Regions from separate parts of the Mus musculus genome. Here region 1 is linked to region 2. Evidence: chromatin contacts called from public Hi-C data. All regions are on one chromosome and are shown on one strand. Each heading gives the region's core, a stretch centred on a gene start, on an enhancer-like site or on the middle of the called end of the contact. The rest is flanking DNA. Distances are from core to core; before and after follow the strand shown. Region 1 overlaps St6galnac3 (ST6 (alpha-N-acetyl-neuraminyl-2,3-beta-galactosyl-1,3)-N-acetylgalactosaminide alpha-2,6-sialyltransferase 3). Region 2 overlaps St6galnac3 (ST6 (alpha-N-acetyl-neuraminyl-2,3-beta-galactosyl-1,3)-N-acetylgalactosaminide alpha-2,6-sialyltransferase 3).

Evidence for each region. Hi-C and Micro-C count contacts between places; a contact is called where the count stands out from the background.
Region 1: a Hi-C map of the N1E-115 cell line shows a contact between it and region 2, with 6 times the contacts expected there. The contact joins two enhancer-like sites. A contact is called at or near these places in 18 of 484 Hi-C or Micro-C datasets (the N1E-115 cell line, Th1 cells, cerebellum and 8 more), 4 of 115 datasets of contacts at active chromatin or transcription factors (T-cell acute lymphoblastic leukemia, astrocytes, bone marrow-derived dendritic cells and 1 more) and 2 of 9 other capture datasets (adipose tissue and embryonic stem cells).

What each region holds. Positions count from the first base shown.
Region 1 is chr3:153,498,114-153,504,145 of GRCm38.p6, reverse strand. All of the region lies in intron 2 of St6galnac3 (ST6 (alpha-N-acetyl-neuraminyl-2,3-beta-galactosyl-1,3)-N-acetylgalactosaminide alpha-2,6-sialyltransferase 3), which reads left to right. Gm46831 (a long non-coding RNA gene) reads left to right here. Exons shown (of 2, transcript XR_001784043.2): 2 at 1-4,036. Among named protein-coding and RNA genes, the nearest start is that of Gm46831, 8.2 kb to the left of the region's middle. Within about 2 kb of position 1,530, at least 3 of the 459 cell types and tissues checked have an H3K27ac peak or open chromatin away from gene starts, as enhancers often do. A contact at or near this core is called in the N1E-115 cell line, where this site is marked.
Region 2 is chr3:153,247,651-153,253,434 of GRCm38.p6, reverse strand. All of the region lies in intron 3 of St6galnac3 (ST6 (alpha-N-acetyl-neuraminyl-2,3-beta-galactosyl-1,3)-N-acetylgalactosaminide alpha-2,6-sialyltransferase 3), which reads left to right. Among named protein-coding and RNA genes, the nearest start is that of Gm52634, 5.9 kb to the left of the region's middle. Within about 2 kb of position 2,649, at least 17 of the 459 cell types and tissues checked have an H3K27ac peak or open chromatin away from gene starts, as enhancers often do. A contact at or near this core is called in the N1E-115 cell line, where this site is marked.

The DNA of each region.
Region 1 (6,032 bases), core at 281-2,780, 250 kb before region 2:
TGCCTCGACTCTGGGGTGCCCAAACACTGCTCAGGGGCGCAGAACACAGTCCATGATAGGGAGCCCTTGCCTGTTTTTTTTCCCCGATGAGAACCAGCTGGCTCTGGGGTGGCTGCTGTGGTTCCGTCTCCTGTGTACCCAGGGAATTGAGGGGGATTGGGAACGGGTCTGTTGGTCTGCGCTTTTCCTAAGTGTCAGGCAGGAAGTGGACAGGGGTCAAGCCCAGTGACCACACAGCTGTCACTTTTATTCATGCTCTGTTCTGTGACCTTAACATGGAAAAAGCACCCTATGCCAAGGGGTCCAGAAAGGATGCATAATCCTATCATTTTCCAGAGATGGAAATTAAATTCACACTGGGTAACACTGGGCCAGTTTGGCTGGAGTCAGTTATAATCTGCATAGTTATGGAGATATAGACTCTAGCTATGCAGTTACACAGACTATGGAAGATGAAGATGGGAATTATGACCTAGGGTGTGAATGAGATCCTTGGAAAGGGAAAGGTCACATCTATACTAACAAGCAGTAGTACATATATACAGAGAATATGAATATGTGTGTGCGTGTGTGTATCCATACTCACTAACCGCATGCATATCTGCAATACATTCATGAACCTGCACTTACGGAGTGATTTCCACTTTCCTAAATAAAAACACGTGTTGTATGGGCTCATACACACTACTTGATGGTTAAATCATGTAAGTTAGCCTGTTGGGTATAGGTAGTGCCTCCTGTGCCTACCTACCTATTACTTCTCTGTTATGGTCAGCTCTTGCCTGCTGACCAGAGAGCTGACCATTAATTCAGATGACTGATTGGAAAATGAAGCCATTGGCCCAAGGCTCAAGAAGAACCATTCTGAGCCATTTACAGATTTTCATTGTATTTTTCTTTGTAACACTGTTGACCAGAGCTGTATTTTCTTGGGGTGGTAGAATATTTGGAATATGAGTCTCTGGAAATCTTATCATATCCCCAGAGAGAGTGAGACCGAAACTCTGAGAGCAGCAGAAATATGTGGTAGAAGAACCTTGAAGCCTGAGATGAAATTCTAGGTCCAGAGCACAGCCAAGCAGGAAGCCAGCCTCCCCAGTCCTGTGACTTATGTACAGAAACCAATAAACGTTGTTTTCTACTTTGGCTCTTTTTGTTGTTGGCAGGCAAGAGGTGTAGCAATCCCTTGTTGTTTTCTAACTACCCCAGAACCCTGTAGCTCATGTTTGAATAAGTTGCCCCCTGGAGGAGGACAGCAGCCATCTTTCAAAGTCTGAACTCTCAAACCTGTTGGGAGGCCGAGCATCAGAAGTCAGTCAGCTGGGTGGCCTCAGGATGTGCACTGCGGCCTCTGTGCCTAGGGGCATGTTGCTTCCTTGACACAATGATCCTGGAGGGAAGAGAATAAAGACTGCAGAGCCAGACAGCATCTGGACAAGCCTGACCACTTACTGCCTCTCTGGCCATACATACCCAGCTGATAAATCATGCAGTCATAATATAATTAGCAGGTAAAATGGTCTGTATTGCTGAGGCAACAGAAACCCCTAGAGATTGATGCTCACTTTACATATCGCATCTGTTATGGATGAAAGATCCATTAGTACCGTGGTTTTTAATATAGTAATTGTTTCTCTGGGAAGATAGAAGGGAATTTTATTCATTACTGATCTTTAGGTAGAGAAATGCTCATTTGCCAACTGTCATGTTACCATGCTTGAAAGGCACCTATTAGAAATTCAAATATCGTATTTCATATTTCTTCATTTGTGGCAAACAAAGGAAAACAAAACTGTTCACCCATCACGGATACCTTGATTGGAGGATGGAAAATGTGACTGACCTGGGCTCCTGGTGGCATAAAACTTTTGTTTTCCTTGAGTTGATCGTCTGGCTAAGTAGCTTATACAGAAATCATGGATCAAATGGCATTTAAAGGACCACAGGTGCTAGCCAACCCACACGATTTGATGAGTGCTTCTTTTATTCTACCCAAATATGCCAAAGGTCTTAACGAAGTTTGGAAGGAGAAATTCACCAAGGAAGAAACTCACATTCTGGGACAACACCATCAAGAGGTTGGTGACATCCAGGCTGTAATTGGTAAAGGTTGGCTGAGTCTCTTGCCTTGCATAACATAATCATTCCATAGTTGTTAAGAATTGTGAACATTTACATAATTGCAATTGAACAATTGTGTAAGTGTCTGGAAGACAATTTGTCACTACGTAGATGACATTAAATTATGATTTCTCATTTTGCAGAATAATCTATGTGGAGGAAAACATCCAATTCTAAATATTTTGATGCAAAAGTAACCACGCAGTTCCCAAGCCAAGAGCTGTCTGACAAAGCTTGGGAAATGTCACATGGGTTCAAATGGGCTTCTTCACTAATAGACAGTTCCCCCCCTCCCACAGTGGCCATGATTTGAGTGGTGTCCTGAAGGCTTTCACCAGAGGGACTCACCACTGGGAGGCGCTGTGGAGCTTTGGGACATGGATCTCATGAAAGCCTTCAAGTTCTTGGGGTTCTGCTCTTGAAGGAGATTGCTAGCCCAGGTGTGCTCCTCCATTCCTACATCCTTGTGGCCATGCAGTGTGTAGTTTGCTCTGCTGAGGTGGACTGTTAGGGGCCTGAGGTATGGCAGTGCATCATGACAGAACCCGCATGTACCAGTCTTAGATGGGAAGCTCCAAAATAAATAATTGTTTTCTAAAAGTTAGCTACCTTAAGCATTGTATTATTGTAATATGAAGCTGGTGCACCAATTATTTAATACATATTGACCTCAAAGGAAAATGAAATTATGAATTGTGATCTGGTTATACATAGTTTAAGGTAATCTGACATCCTTCTGCTATAAGCCAGGACATGATGAATGAAATAAAAACACATTAGCTAATGCCCAGCAGCCATTGCCTGAAGGAATGGGGCTCACGGGTACCAGCAGCTTAGAGTGGAGAGGAGAGGAGAACCACAGGTGTGTGGCTTCCTGGAGCTGTGTAGGATGAAGTGAGGGGACTGGGAAGCATCAACAGGACAGGGCAGACAGTGAAGCCCTGAGATCCACCCCAGTCCATACACTCACCCAATGCCGGGGACTGAGAGTCTGCAAACGGCACAGGGACAGACAGACAAGGACAGACAGATAGGCGTGTTTCTTCAACATTTGCATTTTGGATAAGAATTATCTGTGAGGATTCAATGCTCTAGGCCCTGGTGGTCTCCAAGTTGGAACTTGACTATGTCCATTTTTCTAGCACCCCAGAAAACTGAGAAACCAACCCAGATCTGGCCCCTGGCCAGAGATAAACTGAGGCCAAGGACATTGAAAAGTCCGGTGGCCTGGACACAAGGGCCCCTCTGCCGCGCCGTCCAGACTCAGGCATGCACGAGAGCAGTGCTGCTTCAGCCTCGTGTGCTGGAGAGCTGCTGTCGTCTGATCCCAGAGTTTCCCCGCCCGGCTGTGGGTTTCCATAATTCACTAGGTGGTTGCTCTGGTGCCTTCTTCAAAGCTGATCAATTCTGAATTCTAGAATGCACCTGGTGACAGAAATAAATAATCCAGACCTGTGCCCAAACTCTAAACTGAAAAAGAATGAATCCAAGTTTGGGAAGCAAGAGTCTAGTAGGGAAAAAATATATATGTATATGTGTACACACACACACACACACACACACACACACACACACACACAGAAATGGCATGAATGTACTTATAAACAAACACCACTGTCACAGTCAATGACAGTGTCTGTGTCCAGAAGTCCATAGTGAGGACAGACTCTTACTGATTTAGCTAATTTTCCAAGGCTCAAGGTCACCTTGGTGACCCTGTGTGGACAAAGGAAGTGACTGAGTTTTTACTGGTCAGCCTTTTCCGGGAAACCTCAGTTCATGAAGTGCCTAAGTTCATGGTCATGGCTGGATGTCCTATGTGCAAAGTCCTGGGTTTGTAAAGAATAAAATACTCCCTCTCCCCAAAGCTGATAACCATTTATATAATGCTATCACATAATAGGTGATAGAGTAACGTAATATGTGGAGGGTTATTTCAACTTTTCAAATTCAGTCCTAGATTTTTGGGACAGTACCTAAGAATATTAACTGTGGCATTTTAAGTCTCTGTTCTAAATCTGGTGTGATATTTTTTTCATAAACATTTAAAAATTTTTTCCAGAGAAAATATTTAAAGCAATATCTATGCATGAAAACACTCTTGGAGGTATTTCTAACATCAGAACTGTAGTCTGTCTAGACAAATATATTATTCATAATACCTTAAAGTGAGTATTTTCGAGCTCTTTCTAATGATCTCCTTCCAAAAAATATGGAAAGTAGAAAAGTATAAGTTACAGTTTGCACCTGAGAAATACCACATGAACTATGTGACTTGAGTTAACGTCAAGGTGACAAATGATGCCAGTAGGAAGTTACCTTGGGCAGATTTTGTAGTGACAGCTCTTTACCTCGGGCCATTTTCTCCTGACTAATCATGAGACAAACACGAGAGAAATCCAAATGAGGGGCATTCACAAAACACATAGCCACTACCTTCCAAAGACTTAGACTCATCAGGAACAGGAGAGTCTCTGTCAACCTGCTGGGACCAGGAGGGTCCTAAAGAAGTGCAGTCAAATTCAGCACACATCCTGACTGGGCTCCCGGAACCAAAACAGTAGGTCAGGACTAAGTACACTGGAATCTTGCCCTTCCGCCGAAATCAAGACTGTAACAGTTATTCAGTGCAGAATCATCACTGTGACGAATGTTTTCTATAGATACTGCCTGAGAAGCTGGGGCAGGGGCTTTTGTTAAGTCTCTGCAGTCTTTTCAAGCGTCAATCAAAAATTGCTCAAACCGGCTTAGATGGTGTGTGTGTTGTCTGTGTGCATGCATGTGTGTATATGTACAAGAGTGTGTGTGTGTACAAGTGTGTGTGAGAGAGAGAGTGTGTGTGTGTGTGTTCTCCTTACCCCTTCACCAGCTGCTGGGTCCACACTTGGCTATCACAGTGAGGCAGTGAAGTTGGATGAAGTCCCCTGTGGTAGGCTGACTTAGAATCCTTTGGGCATAGACTCAGGAATGACTCTGTTTGTGTTCTGGCCAGCCATCCTTGTGGATTCCTCTCTTCCCCCACATTGCCATTGTTTTCTTGGTGCTCGCTGGGTAAGCCTGGACCTTACTGCAGTTTTGATTTGCATTGCCATGATAGACAGGGATATTACTCTTTATACACTTATTGGCCATTTGTATTCCATTTTTATTCTTGTAACTTAATGCATGTATACCATGTTTTTAGATTATATCCAAAAATATATATACCACGTGCCTCCTTCAAAATCTTTCTGAACTCCTACATGTGCCCACTAATTGGTGTTTAACTTCTGGAGTTCTTTGTTGAGTCTCCATATGAATTCGGTATTTGGTATACGATTGGTAACAACTCTTCCTCGTCCTGTGTCCGGTGCCCTTACCTCGCTGTCTTTCCCATGGCGGTGCAAAGCTTTTCCTTTCATACAGTGCCCTTTGTCAACGTCTACTCTCAGTTTTTGAGCTATGTGGGTCCTTTCCAGAAAATCGTTGCCTATGCTGTCTCTTTCCTCTGCCCCTTTCAACTCTCGGGCTTTACATTTAGGTCTTTGGTTCAGTTTGGACTGGTTGTCAAACCCTGTGAAAGATAGGGACCTGCATCTGTTCTTGAACATATGGGCATCCGTTTTCCCAACCCCATCTTCTTTTTCTTTAGTGCATGTGTTTAGCATCGTACTAAAAGCGTGTTAGCAGCCCTGGGGATGTACCTCTAGGTCCTCTGCCTGATTCTGATTCCTCCGGTGTCTGTCTGTGTGTGAGCCAGCAGCGTGCTGGTTTGGGCCTCCTGCATTGCTTTTTCTGTTCAGGATTGCTTGGAGTCTTTGGGGTCTTAGGAAATTGAGGGCTGCTTTTGCAATTCTACGAGGAATGCCATGGCGGTCGAGGATGCACACCAAGTCTGCACATTGCTTTAGGCACCGTAGCTGTTTTCACAA
Region 2 (5,784 bases), core at 1,400-3,899:
TGTTATTTAAACAATGACAACATCATCTAGACTCCAGAAGAAAGACACAGACGACTCTGTGGAAGGAATGTCTAAGAATTTCTGGTCCTCATGTATTAACTCAGACAAAGAAATGGCCACCACATTTATCATCCTAGAGCTACAGAGCGTATTGGGACAGTGTAAACTCATCCTCCGTTGGGCAGAATTAAATATAAGAAAACTTTTCCTCAGGCTACACAAACATAAAGTTTCTTTTCATTTCTGTTCTTTGTGCATCTGTTCCCTTGGAAGAAGCTTTGATAGGAGCTCTGGTTGTCTTCTGGAGGTTTTTTGACCTGTAAGATTATTTGACCAGATTGCTTCTGTCCCTCATCACCCAGCTATCACCCAAGCAGATGATATGTTATTGTTCTTTTGAAGTACAACTGGATTTTAACATGTTCCATTTAGTACAGGTGCATGCTACCTGTAATTGTATATGAAACGTTTTCCTCCAAGAAATACCTATGTGTTGGAGGAACATTTCATTGGAACATGCTGTTAATATTGGGGGTGGGGGGGCACTAGAGTGCCCATGCCCTCTCTGCTGATGAGAACTCACGAGGTAGGCTATTCCAGCAGCTTCCAGGCAGCAGACCTTTGAGCCCATATGGCAGACTTGTGGCAGCCAGTGAACACTCCCCTTTGTCACACTGAGCTGAAAGTGCTCAGCAATGTGTTTCACATGCCCTCAGGAGCCTCTCTTTCTGCCATGTATTTTTGTGATCTAGTGAACTGTTTGAAGCCCTAACGTTAGGCGAAATGTATGTAAGGGGTAGCTCGCTGTGAGGGAGGCCAAGACACACAGGAAGCAGATCCTGCTGGTGATAACACACAGGGTTCCCAGCAGCTGAGGGCCCTCTGAAGAAAAGGTCAGGGTAACAGATGGGGAAGACTAGCAGGAAATTAGGGTCTAAGTCTTCCTGACATTCTGAAGGGCATCGCAAGGCATCCCTGCAGAATTGCCCAACATTTGTCAGAGAAATTTCTAGAAGCAGCTAAGGTTAGTATGTGTCGTAGCTTCTACTTACTTAATAACATAGAAGAAAGCCTGGCACTGCCAGGTCAGGGACGCATCTTCCTGTGGGCCACATCCTTAGGGCCAGACGTGAGGAGAGGAGTCCCCGTAGCACACTGCACAGACGTGAGGAGAGGAGTCCCCGTAGCACACTGCACAGACGTGAGGAGAGGAGTCCCCGTAGCACACTGCACAGATGTGAGGAGAGGAGTCCCCGTAGCACACTGCACAGACGTGAGGAGAGGAGTCCCCGTAGCACACTGCACAGACGTGAGGAGAGGAGTCCCCGTAGCACACTGCACACCTCTACGTTCTAGGTGGGTTCTGATCAGGAACAGAGAAATGGAATTGGTTTTCTCACAGCATTTTCCCTCTATTGTTTGAGTTGGCTTTAGCTTTTGAAAAGGCTGTATTACAGTGTTGACTCACCTTAAGCTTCTATGAGGAAGATGTCCAGGTATTTTGTAGATGAGATTGTACAAGCCAGCGTGTCTTCCTCACCTCCATGCTAGCATCGAGTCTGGAGTCTGGCCCCAGCTGTGCAGAGCAGCATTGACTTATGTTTATGGGGCTCTTACTATGCAGGCACAATAAAGTGCTTTTCATTATCTCCAGACATCTTTATAACAAACCTATGGGGTAGTTACTTATATTGTCTCTGCGTTAAGTATTTGGAAAATTACAGAGGCTGGAGAGCTGGCCCAAGGTCTCAGAGGCAGTAAATGGGAAAGCCAGGATCTGTGTTGCTGATGTGGAGTGATGTCAGATACTGAATACAGAACTGAGACATCAGACATCACTTCCAGGGTGGGCTGTATTCACAGATGTTATAGGAATGGGTGAGCAGGTGAGTGAATGAATGAATGAATGAATGAGTGAGTGAATGAATGAATGAATGGTGTATTTGTAAGTTTGTGAAGCTGTCAATAACCAATGGTGATGTAAAGCCCAATGCTTGATCATCATTCAGTCTTGATGTTCAGTGGAATTTTTTTTTAAACTATGATTTCACAACTTTAGGTTTCCATAAACTGTCCTTGGAGACACCAAGGCATAGCAGTCCTTTTGTTCAGCGTTGGTAGTCATGCCTGATTTTCAAATATCAAAATGCTAACAACAACCTCAAATTTTAAATTAGGTAGTAGCCCATTCCTAAAAGGAGTGCCCTGAGTGAGGACAGCCCTGGGGAGTGTGATATCCATCAGTGACAGATATCACTGGATTGAACGTAAAATATTTTTTCCTGTCCTAGGGATTGAACCCCGGGCCTTGTGCCTGCTGAGCAAGCACCTTCCCATTGAGCTACGTCCCAGACCACACTCGGACGCTGTATTACTATCCTTACAGTGCTTTTCCCCCTCCATTGTGAGGTTGGTACTATGCCAAATATGAACATTGCATGAGCCTGGATGTCAGAAACAGGAAGCCCATCTATCTAACCAACCGTTATCCCAAGGACATAGCCAGAAATAAATTGTTATAAGTCACCCAGGACTTGAGTCATTTGTTACCCCAGCATGCTTAACCTGAGCTCACTAACAAACTATGAATGCCTGAGGACACCCTGGCAATGTAAGGCACAGGAGCACTTCTCAGCCTCCCCCAGCAGGGGGAGAGCTTGAGCAGTGACGTCATCTCTGAGACTCGCAGAAGAGGTTCAGTCCCATCAGGAAGCAGGCCTCCTTTGAAGGTGCTGTTTTCCTCCTGTGACAGAAAAAGAATCTGCCCCTTCTGATATCATTTCTTCTCTCTCAAGTCTACCATGGCTTTGGGAAATCGGGCCCAGACAGCCCTGCCTCAGCTCAAAAGTTAGTTCACCTATTCTATTTCCGTCTGTTTCAAATATTTGCCTTCCAGTTAATTTCCTTTGTAGGAAAGGTTCTCCTCCCCAAATGATTTAACATTCTCACCTCAGATGAGGCTCCCACAGAATTTCAAATATTTAGGAATATTTCTTGTTACGCTTTTGTATCATGGTTGGATCTGTCCTCAGCTCTACTTTTGCTTTCTGGGCATGCAGCAAAAAGAGTCTTGGCTCCTGAGAAAAATATCCGTGTAGGCTATGTTTTGCCCACAGGCACTGCATAAACTTTATTTAGAGCCCTGGGTGTAGAGATGTCCTGTGTCAACACTGAAATTTAATTACTGCTGTGGACTTAAAATCCATCTACCTTCTTGCATCGTGGAGTGAATACTACCTCTTATGTGTGTTCGTTCTCCTTCATGCTTTCCAAGAGTGGGCTACGGTCTTTTTAAGCAAAGCACCTACCTGGTCCTCTCTTCCAAACAAATGGGATAAACTCTGAGTTTTGCAACTGTGTTTTCTTTGTATTATGAAGAAGAAATATTGTCTCCCGTAGCTCTGTGTACACATCCCAGTAGGCTCCGCCTCTCTGCTGTTGCTCCGCCTCTCCGCTGTTCCGTTATCTTTCATTCCGGTCGTCGGTGATATTGCTCAGCACTAGGATCTGTAAAGCACTGTCAAGCGAGCCCATTATTTTAAACTCAGGTTAAGGTAAGGACTTTAGATTTATAGACACCCACTACAGTTTCATTAAGCACAGTAGACATCTAATTCCTCTCTCTCTTTAAGTAAGAGGCTTTGTATTTTATAATGTTACATTAATCCATGTTTTAATATTCTCTCAAAATGTGTGTGTTCTCCATGTGCTGTTTGCTGTCTTTGTCAAAGTCGATGAACGCGATACAGCGGTGCCCACCTTCTGGGCCCCGGGGAGTAAGTAAATAGATGCTGTTAAGAACAGATCTGTCTATGGTGGGGTTTGCTGTTCCTATTTCTCTGTAGGATTTTGATTTCATTTAAAATGAATGGCATAAATCCCACGTCTGGAAACTAATAGAATTTCTACATTTACCTACTGATCCATAACCTTTAAGTCAGTCGATGTGTCAGTTTGCAGTCAGTGAGGCGCATGAAGAAATGCTTTAAAACTGAAATCAAACCATTTCTGTTCTCCTCCAGACACCTGATATGAAGGCTAGTTTGGGAGGCTTATTTTGGAATGATTTCAGATTAGTCCTGATAAGTGACACACAATAAGCTGTAGGAAGAAGATACGGCTCCCTAAATGAGAAGAGACAGGGAGACAAATCTTCCTGATGGAAGGTGGAGGCTAGTCTGAGGGGCTCGAGGACTGTGCCACAGTAGTCTTGGTCATCACAGGTACACTTACCTGTCTGACACTGGCTAGATCCCCAGGAGATATGAATGTTGTCCTCAACTCCTGGGTGTCCAGAGCTCTGACTGTGGTCTTGAGATACCACACCAAAGATGGTCTGTCAATCTGAGATCCTGCTATGAATGGGGAAGTATTCACTGCTCTGTTCCGGGCCACTGCTCTGGCCCTGGGCTGTCTGAGGCAGTATGGTACATTGAACACTTGCATGCAAAGAAGTAAGTTCAAGCCATATTCCTGGGCTTCCTGGCCAAGATGCTCTGGACCAATAATTTAATCTCTAAATCTGTCCTCTGTACTGGTGATTGGAAGAGATTATATGACACCATCCAGATCAGACTCTAGGCCTATAGGGCTTAGATACGGAAAGTCTGTAGCAAGACTAGCCCTCGGATACTCTAGTTTAGATCTCCTGAGCATTAGTGGGCTGAGAAAAGTGGCATGTGGTTAGCAAGATCCTGATAGGGGCTTGGTGAAAGGCATGCTCACACCACCAGCAGCGGCAGAAGGCAGACCCTGCCTCCTCACTAGCTTCCTGGAAATGTCCTAGAGTGTGTCTACTGGGCCCCAAGGCATCTGGAGGGCCCAAGGGGAACATTAGCAGGGAACCCCAGCGTAAGCAGAGTGCCACAGAGGTTTGCCACACCGCAGGCTTTCTCTGTTCGAGCCACATCTGCTCTGCTCCTTGCTAGGTAAGATGCCATTCCAGAGCCCGTCTCTCTTTGTACCCTGTGAGCCCTGAAAGGCATCCTGGGAAGAGTGAGGAGCTAAGGGCTGGGGCATTTTTCTTTCACATCTTCCTTTCTCCCTTTCTCTGGCCCTTTCACTCTTCCCCTCCCTTCTTTCCTTTCTTTAATTTTTGTTAAACAATAGACTTGTCGAAAGGAATACTCCTTTAGAAAGATACAAAGCACTCCAGTCATAACGTTTTGGATGGATTTATATGGAATCAGGTATGCAGCGCCTCCCCTGGCTGGAATTGGGTGTGCAGCGTCTCCCCTAGCCACACCTCCTTCCTCTGGTCCTGCAGATAGATCTCTGCTTACCACCCAGTTCTAACTGCAGCAGAGTAGAAAAATTACTGAGACAGACCCAAAAGAAAAAATAGGAGACTGAGTTTCCATGCTACACCATGTAGCATGCTTGGGATTTGGAGTGGAACACTGTGGTCAGCACATGCTTGCCCACTGGCCATTTCGCCCGACTTCAGATCCGTCACCGTCTCTCAGTCTACTCCCCATCTTGGAAAATGCCATTTCTCTGTCATGCTTGGGTCCGGGTAGTTAGCATGACATGATGTGACTGAGTACATTTTGTGCTGATATCCAGAACATCTGCAGCTAGTTGTTTCATTAAATAAAGGAGGTCTATTTGACTCCAGAGCCTGGCCATGGTGAGGCCCGTGATGGATGGATGGCAAGACCACAGAAGGAGCCTGTGCAAGGATCTAGTCTGTAGAATCCTTTCAGGACCGATGTGTTCATTGCTTACTGATTTATTCCAGGAGGCTTCTTAGGATTTCTGTCATTTCCATAACTAACTCCAGGT